2 separate regions of the Pan troglodytes genome follow, and region 2 is linked to region 1. The links are chromatin contacts, called in public HiChIP or PLAC-seq maps. All regions are on one chromosome and are shown on one strand. The core of a region is the stretch at or near the end of the contact, and the rest is flanking DNA. Distances in the headings are between cores, read along the strand shown.

Region 1 (7,116 bases), core at 2,818-5,317:
AGAGAGACTCTAGTGGCCCAAACAGGAACAATCTGAGTAATAATATAAAGTAGTATTGGTGGGTTCTGGAAGTTAAAAATAAATAAATAAAAATAGACCTGGAGCGGTGGCTCATGCCTGTAAACCCAGTACTTTGGGAGGCCAAGGTGAGTGGATCACTTGAGGTCAGGAGTTCGAGACCAGCCTGGCCAACATGGTGAAACCCCGTCTCTACTAAAAATACAAAAATTAGTCAGGTGTGGTGGCACACGCCTGTAATCCCAGCTACTTGGGAGGCTGAGACAGGAGAATTGCTTGAACCCAGGAGGCGGGGGTTGCTGTGAGCCGAGATTGCACCACTGCACTCCAGCCTGGCCAACAGAGTGAGACTCAGTCTCAAAAAAAGAATAAATAATAAATAAATAAAAAGGGAAAAAAGAAAAAAATGTCCATAATTCTCTACTGATATAAATAAATAGGAAAGGGGTGAAAAAAAAACACTACATTTGAGAATCCTGAAGAACACTCCTTCAGCCAGGTAATCAAGAGTAAGATCAATAGTGTTAAGTCAAGCTGATATGCACCTTCATTTAGTATGATGAGAATGTAGTGTGGAATGCTGGATGAGATCCTGTTCCAGAAAAAGGGCATTCAAACTAAGGGCTGGGCACGTTGGCTCACACCTGTAATCCCAGCACTTTGGGAGCCCAAAGCAGGCAGGTAGCTTAAGCTTAGAAGTTCAAGACCAGCCTGGGCAACATGGGAAAACCATCTCTCTACAAAAAAAATACAAAAATTAGCTGGGCATGGTGGTGTGCACCTGTAGTCCACGCTACTTGAGGGGCTGAGGCAAGAGGATCGCTTGAGCCCAGGAGGTCAAGGCTGTCAGGCCGGTCCTGGTAGCTCACACCTGTAATTCCAGCACTTTGGGAGGCCGAGGCGGGTGGATCGCCTGAGATCAGGAGCTCAAGACCAGCCTGGCCAACATGGTGAAACCCCATCTCTACTAAAAATACAAAAATTAGTTGGGCATGGTGGCACATGCCTGTAATCCCAGCTACTCGGGAGGCTGAGGCAGGAGAATCGCTTGAACCTGGGAGGTGGAAGTTGCAGTGAGCCGCATCAAGCTACTGCACTCCAGGCTGGGTGACAGAGCGAGACTCTGTCTCAAAACAAAACAAAACAAAAAAAGGCTGCAGTGAGCCATGATTGAGCCAGTGCACTATAGCCTGGGCTACAGAGTGAGACCCTGTCTAAAAAGAAAGAAAGAAAAAAAAAACACTAAGGAAATTTGAATAGAGTATGAACTTTAGTTAATAATAATATGTCAATATTGGTTCATTAATTTTAACGATGGCACCATACTAATGTAAGATATTCATACTAAAGGAGACTGCACATGAGATATATAGGAACTCTCTGAACTATCTTCTCAATTTTTCTGTAAATTTTATTTTATTTTATTTATTTATTTTTTTGAGACAGAGTCTCACTCTGTCGCCCAGGCTGGAGTGCAGTGGCACGATCTTGGCTCACTGCAAGCTCCGCCTCCCGGGTTCACGCCATTCTCTTGCCTCAGCCTCCTGAGCAGCTGGGACTACAGGCGCCCGCCACCACGCCCGGCTAATTTTTTTTGTATTTTTAGTAGAGACAGGGTTTCACCATGTTAGACAGCATGGTCTCGATCTCCTGACCTTGTGATCCGCCCGCTTCGGCCTCCCAAAGTGCTGGGATTACAGGCGTGAGCCACTGCGCCCGGCCTGTAAATTTTAAATTATTTCAAACAGAAAATCTTTTTTTTTTTTTTTTTAATAGAGACAAGTTCTCACTATGTTGCCCAGGCTAGTCTTGAACTCCTGGACTCAAGTGATCCTCCTGCCTCAGCCTCCCAAACTGCTGGGATTACAGGGGTGAGCCACTGCACCCAACCAGAAAATTTATTTTTAATTAAGTCAATTAAATCATTCCTTTTAATCTTGGTCTTAACTAAGTCAACAATTACTACTGGTAGTTAACTTGTATAGAGCATTTTGTATTGAGGCACAGCTTTGGGTGATTTGCATAATATGCTATTATACTCACAATACTCACCTTACAAATATAGAAACTGAGACATGAGAGAGCTCATTCATGCAACTTTTAACAACTGTTTATGAGTGAGTTAGTGAGTGTCCTGGAAGAGTTTGCCCATGGTCTGGGCTCCTCCAGGGAGTGCCCTGCAGTTGTCTCATGTGCCACTGTCCAGGCTGAGCTCAATCAAGTGACCCTACCCCTCTTCACCGGGATCCTCCTCCTTGACCATTATGTCACTGCCACCATCTGCCAGGTCTCCCCAGGAGTCATCCTGCACTCTTCTGTCACTTCTCAAATCTAACTTGACACCAAGTCCTGGGGGCCCTTCTTCGGAAAGTTCTCCCCAGCCTATGTTCTTTCTCCTGTTTGGGTCCTCACTGCTTCTCCTTTGCCTCTGCTCGGGTCTCATCTGCTCTGAGGGGATCTCCACCTAAGCCACCACCCATTTTTCCAGAACCCACATCATATACTCTCTCAACCCCAACCAAAACCTTCCCATGGCCCATTGAATAACTTTGCAACCTGGCCACAGCCCGCCTCATTCCCTCCACTCCCTAGCACTCCAGCGTTGTACCCCAAAATCACACTGCTTGCAGGCCATTGCTGTTTTCTTTTCCTTTCCTTTCCTTTTTCCTTCCTTCTTTGCTTTCTGTTTTTCTTTTTTTGAGGCAGAGTCTCACTCTGTCACCCAGGCTGTAGTGTAGTGGCACAACCTTGGTTCACTGCAACCTCTGCCTCCCAGGTTGAAGCGATTCTCCTGCCTTAGCCTCCCGAGTAGCTGGGACCACAGGCATGCACCACCACACCTGGCTAGTTTTTGTATTTTTAATAGAGATGGGGTTTTGCCATGTTGGCTAGGCTGGTCTCAAACTACTGGACTCAAGTGATCCTCCCACCTTAGCCTCCCAAAGTGCTGGAATTACAGGTGTGAGCCACCGTGCTCAGCCCTGCTCTTGGTTTTCTTGAGGACTGCATAATACCTTCTCTTTTTGCCCTTAGAGGTCCTACATGCTCTTCAAGTCTTAGGTCAAATTCAACTGCTTTCTTACACAGATCCTCTCTCTCATTGGCTTAGCAGTCACCTGTTACCTGTCTCATGGTAACTGCTACAATGACTCTGAGGACTAGAGGCTGGTGCGTATGTCTCTAGCTGTGAGTTCCCTAAGGCACCTCTGTATCTTCATGCTCAGAAATCACTGGGTTATTTCCTGCAGTTTCTATCAAAGCAAAATGTCCACACTGCATCATTAGGGGCCCCCAAATGGCCAGAATAAGAAAAGCCAGCTGGGTGCAGTGGCTCGCACCTGTAATCCCAGCTACTGGGAAGGCTGAGACAGGAGAATGGTTTGAGCCCAGGTGTTTAGATGAGCTATGATCACATCACTGCACTCCAGCCTGGGTGACAGAGCAAGATCCCATCTCTAAAAAGAGTTCTGAGGGATCCAGAGAGGCTTCAGGAAGGAGGAGGACTTGAGAGAGACTGTCAGATGAAAGTCACATTTAGAGTTTATTAAGCACATGCTCCATGTTGGGCATTATACTATAGCAGTGAGCTTTCACGTGGATCCCTCATTTACTTCTCAGCACAGACCTACTAGGTAGGTATTTGTCTCTGTAGATGAGGAAACTGAAGCTAAGAGCATCAACTGTGCAGTGTCACAGCTAGCAAGTGGCTGGGCAGGGATAAGAGATACAGCTTGCCCTTGGAGATCATACATGCACTTCAAGTCTTGGGTCAAATTCAGCTGCTTTCATACAGGAATCCTCTCTTTTGATGCCCTAGCAGTCATCCCTTACCTGTCTCATTGCAACTGCCACACTGATTCTGTGGCTCTCAAAGAATCCAAAGTCCAGCCTAAGAACTGAAGAAACAGTAGGTGGAAATGCACTGTGGTAATCAACGCATAAGGGAGACTGTACTGAGTCTGCCACAAACAGGGTCCACCCAGGCCTATCCCATACATCCCGGAGAGCCATGGAGCCCAACAATGGGGTGCTGGGGTCCCTGAGGCCATAGCTGGAAGTACTCTGTGTCCCTAAGGCAGCACTCCTATGCTGACCTCCAACTGCTAATGGGCTCCGTGCAGCAGGGACAACCCTCTGCACAGTCCAGACCTGAGGGCAGATGGCAGGTGACCTGGGGGTGAAGTGTTATGTATGGAGCAGGGCAGCTCCCTGTCTGGGATCACTTTTCTTAGAGGAAGCCTCCTGCCTATTGTCCTGCTCCTGCACTTCCCTCCTCGGACCTGGCAACCTCAGGTGGGAAGGCTGCATTGAGGCTGCAGGCTTGGTCAAGAGAAGCAGGACCCTGGTGCGAAGGGAAATGAGCCTGGACGGCATACCTGTCACCTGCCCCAGGACTAGTGCCCCTCCAAGCCAGAGAGCCCAGATAGCCCTCAGTGGGGCTGGTGAGAGTCACAGTTCTCCGCACGTGGCCAGGAAGTTGAGCAAGAGTAACCCAACCACATAAGGTATGGTGCAAACCTGGAAACTTCTGAGAGCAAAGGGATGCTCTTAGTTGTTAGGCGGGGGCCGCCCAGCAGAGCCAGGACGGTGGCCACCCTAGTCTAGAGCCTTCCACTTTAGCAAGGTAGAATCCAAGGGCCCCAGAAGGGAACAGACTCCATCTGGGTCGCCTAAGCAGGTGAGAGAGGAAAACCCAACCACAGTCGCGCCCCAGCCCTCGCAGGTCCCTGGCTGAGGACTCCCCTCTCCACCTCAGGCTGGGCGGCCCACGCCTTCACGCTTGCTCCCACTTGTCCCTCGTTCTTGCTAGGCTTGGCAGGTATTTGTTCCCCGCTCCTTCACGCTCTCAGTGCCGTGGCCACGTCGCTGGGTACGCCCCACCAGGCAAGAGACATTTTCCGTCTTGTTCTCTGCCACGTCCCCAGAGCCTGGAACAGTGCTTGGCACAGAGTGGACGCTCATTCGTGGAGTAAGTGCCTGATGGATAATCCATCACTTGCTTTTCTAGTATGAATGGTCTGTTTACGGGTCCAGCGCCCCTGCTGGCTTACGACCTTTTCCAGGGCGGGGAGGGGCTGTCCTCATCTCTGTGACCCCAGCGCTCAGCCCAAGGCCTGGCACAGAGTAAGTGCTCAACCACATTTTGGTGAATGAGTGAATGGAAGCGGCCCAGCAACCCTGAGCCAAGGAGCCACTGTGGGGCAGGTCAGGGCGGTTCCTGGCACAGGGCTTCCCACTAGCCTGGCCACCAGCTCTGCGGTCTCCTGGAAGCTGGGGGGCGTTTGGGTAAGGGAGAAGAGTGGCCAGGACTTGTCTGCGTGTGCCCTGTGACGGTGGGATAGAGACAGCGATTGGATTGAGGAACGGGAGGTTCCCCGAGGCCGTTTAGAGAGGCGGGAGCGGGAGCTGGTCAGGGAGGCTGGACAGACCACCCGAGGGAGCGGAGCTTGGGCACGAAAGCCAAAACTGGGCGGCGCGGGGCGGGTGGGGAAGGCCGGCTGAGAAAGCCGGGATTGCCTCCTGGTGTCAAAGCTCGGAACTGCAGCAGGATCCTGGGGGCGGGGCTTGTGTTCAGCAGCACTCGCCACGCGCCCAGCCCTCAGCCCTCGTCTCGCCTTCTGCTGGCTGGCCTGGCGACGTTGTGCGCCAGCGTACGCGGGGCTCTGAGAACCCGGAAGTTACGTTTTAGGCCCGCGTCACGGGGGCGGGAGTCAGCTGAGCTGCCGGGGCGAGGTTGGGATCACCTGGCACCGGCTGAAGGGAGCCTGTGATTTTTTTGTAGCGGGGGCGGGGAGTAGGGTGCAAGACTGCGCCAGATTCAAGGACGAGGGCTGCCCTATTATCTCGCTGCATAAGGCAAGAGCAAGAGGATCCTCAGGATTTTAAAGAGGAGGCGACGGCTGCAGGTTCCCAGGATCTGTCAGAGGCTGGGGAGTTACAGCTTCCATTCTGGGGCGACGGGGACCCCGGGGGGGTAGCCCTTTTGTAATCCCCAGGCCCCGGACAAAGAGCCCAGAGGCCGGGCACCATGGCGTCCATCCTGGATGAGTACGAGAACTCGCTGTCCCGCTCGGCCGTCTTGCAGCCCGGCTGCCCTAGCGTGGGCATCCCCCACTCGGGTAAGGAAGAGGAGGGTGCCGCTGCCCCTTTCGGCTCTCCTAGCATTTGCGTGGGAGCAGCGAGGAGGGCAGCTCCAAGAGCTCGGGGTCATCCCCTGGGCCGTGCCTTCCGGGTCTAGGCCCCTGATTCTCCTCAGGCTCTCTTGGCCCCCAGCTGGTGGATAGTCGAAGTTTGAAAGAGCAACGGGAGCTGCCGCGTGATCTAGGCTCTACCGCTAGGGTCCTTTTGAGAGGGAATTGGGGCCCAGATAAGGAATTACTCACCTACAGGGCGCAGTTGGGCTGTTGGGAGAACTTAGAATGGGCTCCCGGCTTCTGCTGATGCTTTTCCCACCAGGCCCTTTCTGGAGGTGGGAGGGAAGGAATGGACAAAGAAAGTGGTGAAGGCGGAGTATTGCAGAGGAAGAAGGGAGGGTCCCAGAGGGAATTTTGTCGCTGAACGGGGAAAATGGAGATGAAATCTTTTTGGCCTTGGCTATAGCTGGGTGCAGCCTGGAGTTTTGGGACGTTTTTGTAGAAAGTAGTGAGTCTCCAGGAGAATGAGGGCGTAGGGAGCCCTGGGGAACTGTTCCAGTGAGTGGAGTTAACGAATTGGAGCTGCTTTCACTCTAGTCTTTACCTTCATTCAATGCTCAAAATATCCCAGCACTTGCCAACTCTACACTGAGGCTCATTACCGCATGGGCAGGGAGGGGGGCAGAGAATGGGGCTATACTACTTCAGTTCAGCTGGGATTGCTGGGCCAAAGACCTGATAAGGGAGAATACCCAGACCACCAGTTCCGTCCCACCCCCACGCAGCCCCATTACCAGTGGGAGCAGGTATGTCATGCTGTGACAGCATCTTAAGGGTTCAAAGAATCAACCCCTCACTGCTGTCAGAGTGTGGAAAGAGCTCCAGACCTCTATTGTAAAGGTGACCAGCAAACGACTTGATATCAAACTATTTGTTAACCAAGGTCCTGGGGACAGGAATATGT
Region 2 (7,116 bases), core at 2,747-5,246, 430 kb after region 1:
AGTATTCAAATATGACAGATTGAGAGGGATCAATTTATTTCACATGCCTCATTAAGAGTAAAGTTAAGGCCTGGCGCGGTGGCTCACACCTGTAATCCCAGCACTTTGGGAGGCTGAGGCAGGTGGATCACAAGGTCAGAAGTTCGAGACCAGCATGGCCAACATGGTGAAACCCCGTCTCTACTAAAAATATAAAAATACAAAAATTAGCCAGGCATGGTGGCGTGCGCCTGTAATCCCAGCTACTCGGGAGGCTGAGGTAGGAGAATAGCTTGAACCCAGGAGGCGGAGGTTGCAGCAAGCCAAGATCCCGCCACTGTGCTCCAGCCTGGGACAGAGCAAGACTCCATGTCAAAAAAAAAAAAAAAAAAAAAAAGAATAAAAAGAACCCGAGTCTGCTGTCTCTAAAATTTATGCTTTTAGCTGCATCAGTAATCATCCTCTTAATTCATTCTCTGACCCCATCTAGGTAATGAACCTACACTTAGAAAAAAATCAAGTTGTCTTGAGCTGTGCCATTTCATAACCCTCTTCGCAAGTCCCATATAGCTCATCTTACTCCACAAATACAGAAACACATGGGGCTTTCCCTCTAGTTTTTTTTTTTTTTTTTTTTTTTTTTTCAGACGGAGTCTCGATCTGTCATCCAGGCTGGAGTGTAGTGGTGCGATCTTGGCTCACTGCAACCTCTGCTTCCCAGGTTCAAGCCATTCTCCTGCCTCAGCCTCCCAAGTAGCTGGGACTATAGGCGCTTGCCACCTCGCCCCCCTAATTTTTGTACTTTTAGTAGAGACGTGGTTTCACCATACTGGCCAGGCTGGTCCCGAACTCCCGACCTTGTGATGTGCCTGCCTTGGCCTCCCAAAGTGCTGGGATTATAGGTGTAAGCCACTGCACCTGGCCTTCCTCCAGTTTTTTACAAAGCATCTAAACCAGCATTGTCTAATAGGAATATAATGTGAGTCACATATGTAATTTTAAATTTTCTATTCATTTTGCTTTTTTTTTTGAGAAAGAGTCTCGCTCTGTTGCCCAGGCTGGAGTACAGTGGGATGATCTTGGCTCACTGCAACCCCCGCCTACCGGATTCAAGCAATTCTCTGCCTCAGTCTCCCGAGTAGCTGGGATTACAGGCGCCCGCCACCACGCCCAGCTAATTTTTGTATTTCTAGTAGAAACAGAGTTTCACTATCTTGGCTAGGCTGGTCTTGAACTCCTGACCTCGTGATCCATCCGCCTTGGCCTCCCAAAGTGCTGGGATTACATGCATCAGCCACGGCGCCTGGCCTAATTTTGCTTTAAAAAATAAAATAAAAACAGGTGAAATTAGTTTTAAAATATTTTATTTAACCCAATATATCAAAAATGTCATTTCACCATGTAATCAATTTTTTTTTTTAAGACAGAGTTTCGCTCTCGTTGCCCAGGCTGGAGTGCAATGGCATGAACTCGGCTCACCACAACCTCCACCTCCCGGGTTCAAGCGATTCTCCTTCCTCAGCCTCCTGGGATTACAGCCTAGCTGGGATTACAGGCATGTGCCACCATGCCCGGCTAATTTTGTATTTTTAGTAGAGACAGAGTTTCTCCATTTTGGTCAGGCTGGTCTCGAACTCCCGACCTCAGGTGATCTGCCTGCCATGGCCTCCCAAAAGTGCTGGGATTACAGGCGTGAGCCACCGCTCCCAGCCGTAATCAGTTTTTTTTTTTTTTTTTGATACGGAGTCTCGCTCTGTCGCCCAGGCTGGAATGCAGTGGCGCAATCTCGGTCACTGCAAGCTCCGCCTCCCGGGTTCACGCCATTCTCCTGCCTCAGTCTCCTGAGTAGCTGGGACTACAGGCGCCCGCCACCATGCCTGAATAATTTTTTGTATTTTTAGTAGAGACGGGGTTTCACCGTGTTAGTCAGGATGTTAGTCAGGACGGTCTCGATTTCCTGACCTTGTGATCCGCCCGCCTCGGCCTCCCAAAGTGCTGTGATTACAGGCGTGAGCCACCACGCCCGGCCCGTAATCAGTATTTGTAAATGATTAATTTTTCTGTACTAAGTCTTCGAAATCCAGTGTGTATTCTGTGTTCACAGCATATCTTAATGCAGATTTAATAATATATAATAGCTACATATGACTAGTGATTACAGTATAGGACAGCACGGGTCTAGATTCATTAGCCTCCTCTCCAAGAGCACATTCAGGAACCTTCTGCCTCTGGCCCCAGAATACACCCAATTCCAAGCAGGCAATTGCTCCTTCTTGCTTTGTCCCCTTTGGGTGGGAAGGGGACTCCTATAGCGATAGGGAGTGTCTTTTATTCAGGAAAAAGAAAGGGAGCTGTGGGGCTAACTCCGTTTTTGAAGTTTGTCCAAGCTGCAGAAATCTTCCTGGTTACTGGACAAAGCAACTAAGAATTCCTATACTTTAACCCTAACGCTGAATCAAACTGGTCAGAATGAAATGAATTGTCTCAATGTTAAAGCCAAAACTCAAAATTGAGGAGCCTTGCAATACCAAATTCACTGACTACTTTATTGTCACTTGTAAATCATAGTACAGGCAGGTCGCAAAGTTTACCAGGCAGTATTCAAGTACATAACATTCTAGTTGTGTTTTTCTCCAGTTTCTGGGGTTACTGAAGAATTAGCCCTGGCATAGCTTATTACAAACTAACCATAATCTCAAACTTAAAAGTTCTAATATCAAGCGTGGGCAACATACTAAGGCCTCTACAAAAAATTTAAAAATTAGCCGGGAGTGGTGGTGTGTGCCTGTAGTCCCAGCTACTCCGGAGGGTGAGGTTGGGAGGATAGCTTGAGCCAGGAAGGTAGGGGCTGTAGTGAGCTATGATCGCACCACTGCACTCCAGCCTGGGCGAGAGCAAGACCCTGTATCAAAAAGTTCTAATATCTAAAAGGATTGTAGTTTATAATATGTTATTCTCACTGTAAACCAAAAGGTTATTTTTTTCTTTTGTCCACTACTAGATACATCTTTCTTAGCCTCGCTTCACTTGTACAAGCCACCTGGGAGAAGTGGCCCTCAGGAAGATCCTAAAACGAATACACAAATACAACTTTTTCATTTCATTAATACATCAAGTTCATATAAGAGTCAAACAGGTAAAAGCAGCATCCCAAACTGTTTTCTCCTCGTACATGTCAGTTCCACGCTCCTCAGTCTCATAAAGTCAGGGACTAGAGACCAATGTAATTATCAATACGTACCTGCCTTTGAGTGAACCTTCAATGCCAACTAGGAAGGGCGCTTCCAAAACGACGTTATTTGTGACTCCTAGGAAGATAAACACGGGTCAGAACCCATACTCTGCGGGCCTTGAAATGGAAAATCTCTCCTCTAGACAGACTCATCCTGGCCGTAAATATCAGGAGACTCCCCGATTCCCTGCCCCATCCCCAGGCCAAGGAGTTATTTGCTTCCAACTTTTCATCCCGTTTTCTTCCCCAGGTGGTTCTCCGCCACCCGGTGGAGAAAGCGGGAACACCCTCTCGGGCTAGCCTCTGCCTTTCCCCAACGTTTCACTGCACTCACTGGAGAAGACCACGGCCCCGAGGGACCGCGACAGGTCCCAGGCGAGGTGCACCGAGTCGGCGAGCACTGCGTGACACTGTGCGCACTGGAACACAGCGCACCTCTCAGGCTGCAGCCAAGACGGCAGCTGCGGGCCGGCGGCTGGCTCCTCAGCCCCCAGCCCTGCGGGGCCGAGCGGCGAGGACCCATTCACCACCTGCGTATCCCACTCCATGGAGGTCGTAAAAGAAGCTTGGTCAATCGCCCTCTCAGTGCCACCACAAAAGTCCCCCCGGGGCGGCGTTGCACAACGTAAGCGACGCCGCAGCGGCTGAGCCGCCATCTTCCCGCAGCCGGCGCCTTCCTTTCGAATACACGCCAGGCCCCGCCCCAAGCACAGCTCCTGCGTCCTCATTGGACATCATGGGCAATCCAAGCACTGGAGTCCGAATCCGCGCACTCGTTACCTGAACTGGCGTTACAGGCCCTTTGGCGCCTGCGTATTCGTGAAGTGTGAAAAAAGCGCGCCTCTGTTGGGACGGGAAATCAGCCTTTCTATTGGTCAGGGTTAGAAACCCCGCCTTTGAGGCATTTTCAACCAATGGAAGCGCGGCATTCTTCATTTAAACTGTCTATAAATTTCTGCCTAGTCAAAGTTAAGAGTGGCGCCAGGGATTTGAACCGCGCTGACGAAGTTTGGTGATCCATCTTCCGAGTATCGCCGGGATTTCGAATCGCGATGATCATCCCCTCTCTAGAGGAGCTGGACTCCCTCAAGTACAGTGACCTGCAGAACTTAGCCAAGAGTCTGGGTCTCCGGGCCAACCTGAGGGTACGGCGCTGGCGGTGCGGGTCCCTGAGCGGGCGCGGCGGGAATAGCGGCCTCGGGGAGATGCGGTGCGAAGGGACCGAGAGGGAAGCCCGGGGACTGAGGCAGCTCTCCCTGCCCCTCGGGCAGTAGATGTGGTTCACGGTAGTCCCAGTTAGAACTCTGATAAACGGAAGAGGAACTGTAGTTTTCACCTCATTTTGAAGCTGGCTTGTCTGGGTGCTCACATGATAAGCTCTATTCCGAGGGATGGTTTATTGTTTTTTGTTTTGTTTTGTTTTGAAATTACTGTATACCTCTCAGGGCGTCGATTACGAAACTCAGGCCCAGAAAGCACAAGGGGTGTCGTTAATCGTTAGACAATTAAGTAAATAATTGGCTCAGCTTCTGGAAAACCCCAAACAGACTCCAGTGATTTGTAATATTGCCGATAATCTCTTGATACTTTATTGATGGACCTGTCAGAAAAAAAAAATCGACTTTTAGGGGAGCACCTCCTTGGGTAAATTTTTATTGATGACTGTTGTGTTGATGGTCTCTATCAAAACCAGTAAGGTCTTTGACTCCGAGGCTACAAGATGTTTGGAGAGTTGGCCCAGGGCTGTGGCTCACGCCTGTAATCCCAGCACTTTGGGAGGTCGAGGCAGGCGGATCACCTGAGGTCAGGAGTTCGAGACCAGCCTGGCCATTAAAAAATTAGCCGGGCGTGGTGGCACACGCCTGTAATCCAAGCTTTTTGCCTGTGATCCCAGCTACTTGGGAGGCTGAGGCAGAAGAATCGCTTGAACCTGGGAAGCCGAGGTGGCAGTGAGCCAAGATCGCACCACTGCACTCCAACTTCGGTGACAGAGCGAGACTCAGTCTCAAACAAAACAAAAACAAACAAAAAACCCAAGATGTTAGGAGAAGATTTGGGGATTTAATGTAGGATAGCGGTTTTATATATTTTGTTAATAGTTGAGACTTCCCACATAATACTGCTATATACTCTGGAGGTTTCTCCTGCAGGCTGTGATACTGACAGTGAGTAAATGCCTAAATCAATCGTCACAATTTTTTTTTTTATTTGTTTGTTTGTTTTTTCTTTGAGACGGAGTCTTGCTCTGTCGCCCAGGCTGGAGTGCAGTGGCGCGATCTCGGCTCACCGCAACCTCCGCCTCCTGGGTTCAAGCGATTCTCCTGCCTCAGCCTCCTGAGTAGCTGGGATTACAGGCGCGTGTCACCACGCCCTGCTAATTTTTGTATTTTTAGTAGAGATGGGGTTTCACCATGTTGGTCAGGCTGGTCTCGAACTCCTGACTTCCTGATCCGCCCGCCTCAGCCCCCAAAGTGCTGGGATTACAGGCGTGAGCCACCCCACCCGGCCTAAATTGTTTAAACAAAATAATCAGGGCCTAAGTGCCTGTTGGGGCTGAATGACCAAAGGGTTTTCCTTGTGGATATTTCTGGGCTGTAGTGGTTAGTGGCTCCTCTATACTTCGTAAACAAAGCCTTAATATCTCAGCCTAAATTCCTTAGGCTTTTTTGCTGCCTAGCTAGAATCTTTTATCCAAGGCTGCATCCCTGAACACTTGGCACTTTTATCTATCTTTGTCCCATTGCTCATTTTGACCCTCTAGCCTCAGATCACCTTCTTTCTCCTTTATCTGCCTGGCTGTGTGTGTGTGTGTATTTTTAGTAGAGATAGGGTTTCACCATCTTGCCCAGGCTAGTCTTGAACTCCTGGGCTCAAGCGATCCTCCGGCCACGGCCTCCCGAAGTCCTGGGATTACAGGCGTGACCCACCACACCTGGCCCGTATCAAGTATTTATATGTGAATCAAGTATTTATAGGTGAAATGTTATGATACCTGTAAAATTTGCTGTAAAATACTCAAGGAAAAAGAGAGGGAAACTAGATGAAGTAAGAACAGAAGAATGTTAATAATTACTGAAACTGGAGATAGGTACATGGGGGGATTGCACTATTCTCTCTACTTTTTTAGGTTTGAAATTTTCCATAATAAGATGTTTTAAATTATTAACTTGGTACAACCTAAGAGCTCATTGTCAATTGCCTTTTGAAATTTTAGTACATAGCAAAAAAATTAATAAATTGCTCTGAGAAATTATCAAGATTTGATTAAAATGAAACACTACAATTTAAATAAATTTTACTAGCATAAATATACTAGTATATTTATGCTAGTAAAATTTATAATTTATACTAGTATATACTATATTTATATATTATTACTAGTATAAATATATAATATATATACTAGTATATATAAATATACTAGTATACTAAATATACTAAATACACTAAAATAAACTAAATATATAAATATACTATATATACTAAATATACTATATTAATATACTATATATACTAAATATACTATATTAATATACTATATATACTAAATATACTATATTAATATACTATATATACTAGATAAATATACTATAAATATACTATATAAATATACTAAATTTATATATTTAGTATTTAGTGTGTATTAGTATATATATTTAGTATAGATATACTATATACTAAATATACTATATATACTAATATGTATACTAAGTATATTTAATATACTAAATATATTATACTATAAATAAATATAAATACTATAATATACTAAATATACTATATACTAAATATACTATATATAAATATACTAAATATAGTATGTATGTTTAGTATAAATATACTATATTTATACCGGTATAAATATACTAAATATACTATATTTATACCGGTATAAATATACTAAA

What was found. HiChIP or PLAC-seq counts read pairs in DNA pulled down with a chosen protein or histone mark.
Region 2: an H3K4me3 HiChIP or PLAC-seq map of stem cell-derived excitatory neurons shows a contact between it and region 1, with 2.4 times the contacts expected there. The contact joins the promoter of NUSAP1 here to the promoter of VPS18 in region 1. A contact is called at or near these places in 1 of 7 Hi-C or Micro-C datasets (stem cell-derived neural progenitor cells) and 1 of 1 datasets of contacts at active chromatin or transcription factors (stem cell-derived excitatory neurons).

The regions. Positions count from the first base shown.
Region 1 is chr16:32,859,702-32,866,817 of NHGRI_mPanTro3-v2.0_pri, forward strand. It overlaps VPS18 (VPS18 core subunit of CORVET and HOPS complexes), which reads left to right and starts at 4,068. Exons shown (of 5, transcript XM_523187.7): 1 at 4,068-6,137. The coding sequence starts at 6,047.
Region 2 is chr16:33,293,340-33,300,455 of NHGRI_mPanTro3-v2.0_pri, forward strand. It overlaps NUSAP1 (nucleolar and spindle associated protein 1), which reads left to right and starts at 3,997. Exons shown (of 10, transcript XM_063794766.1): 1 at 3,997-4,356. The coding sequence starts at 4,264. OIP5 (Opa interacting protein 5) reads right to left here and starts at 3,939. Exons shown (of 5, transcript XM_510321.9): 1 at 3,546-3,939; 2 at 3,221-3,287. The coding sequence starts at 3,939.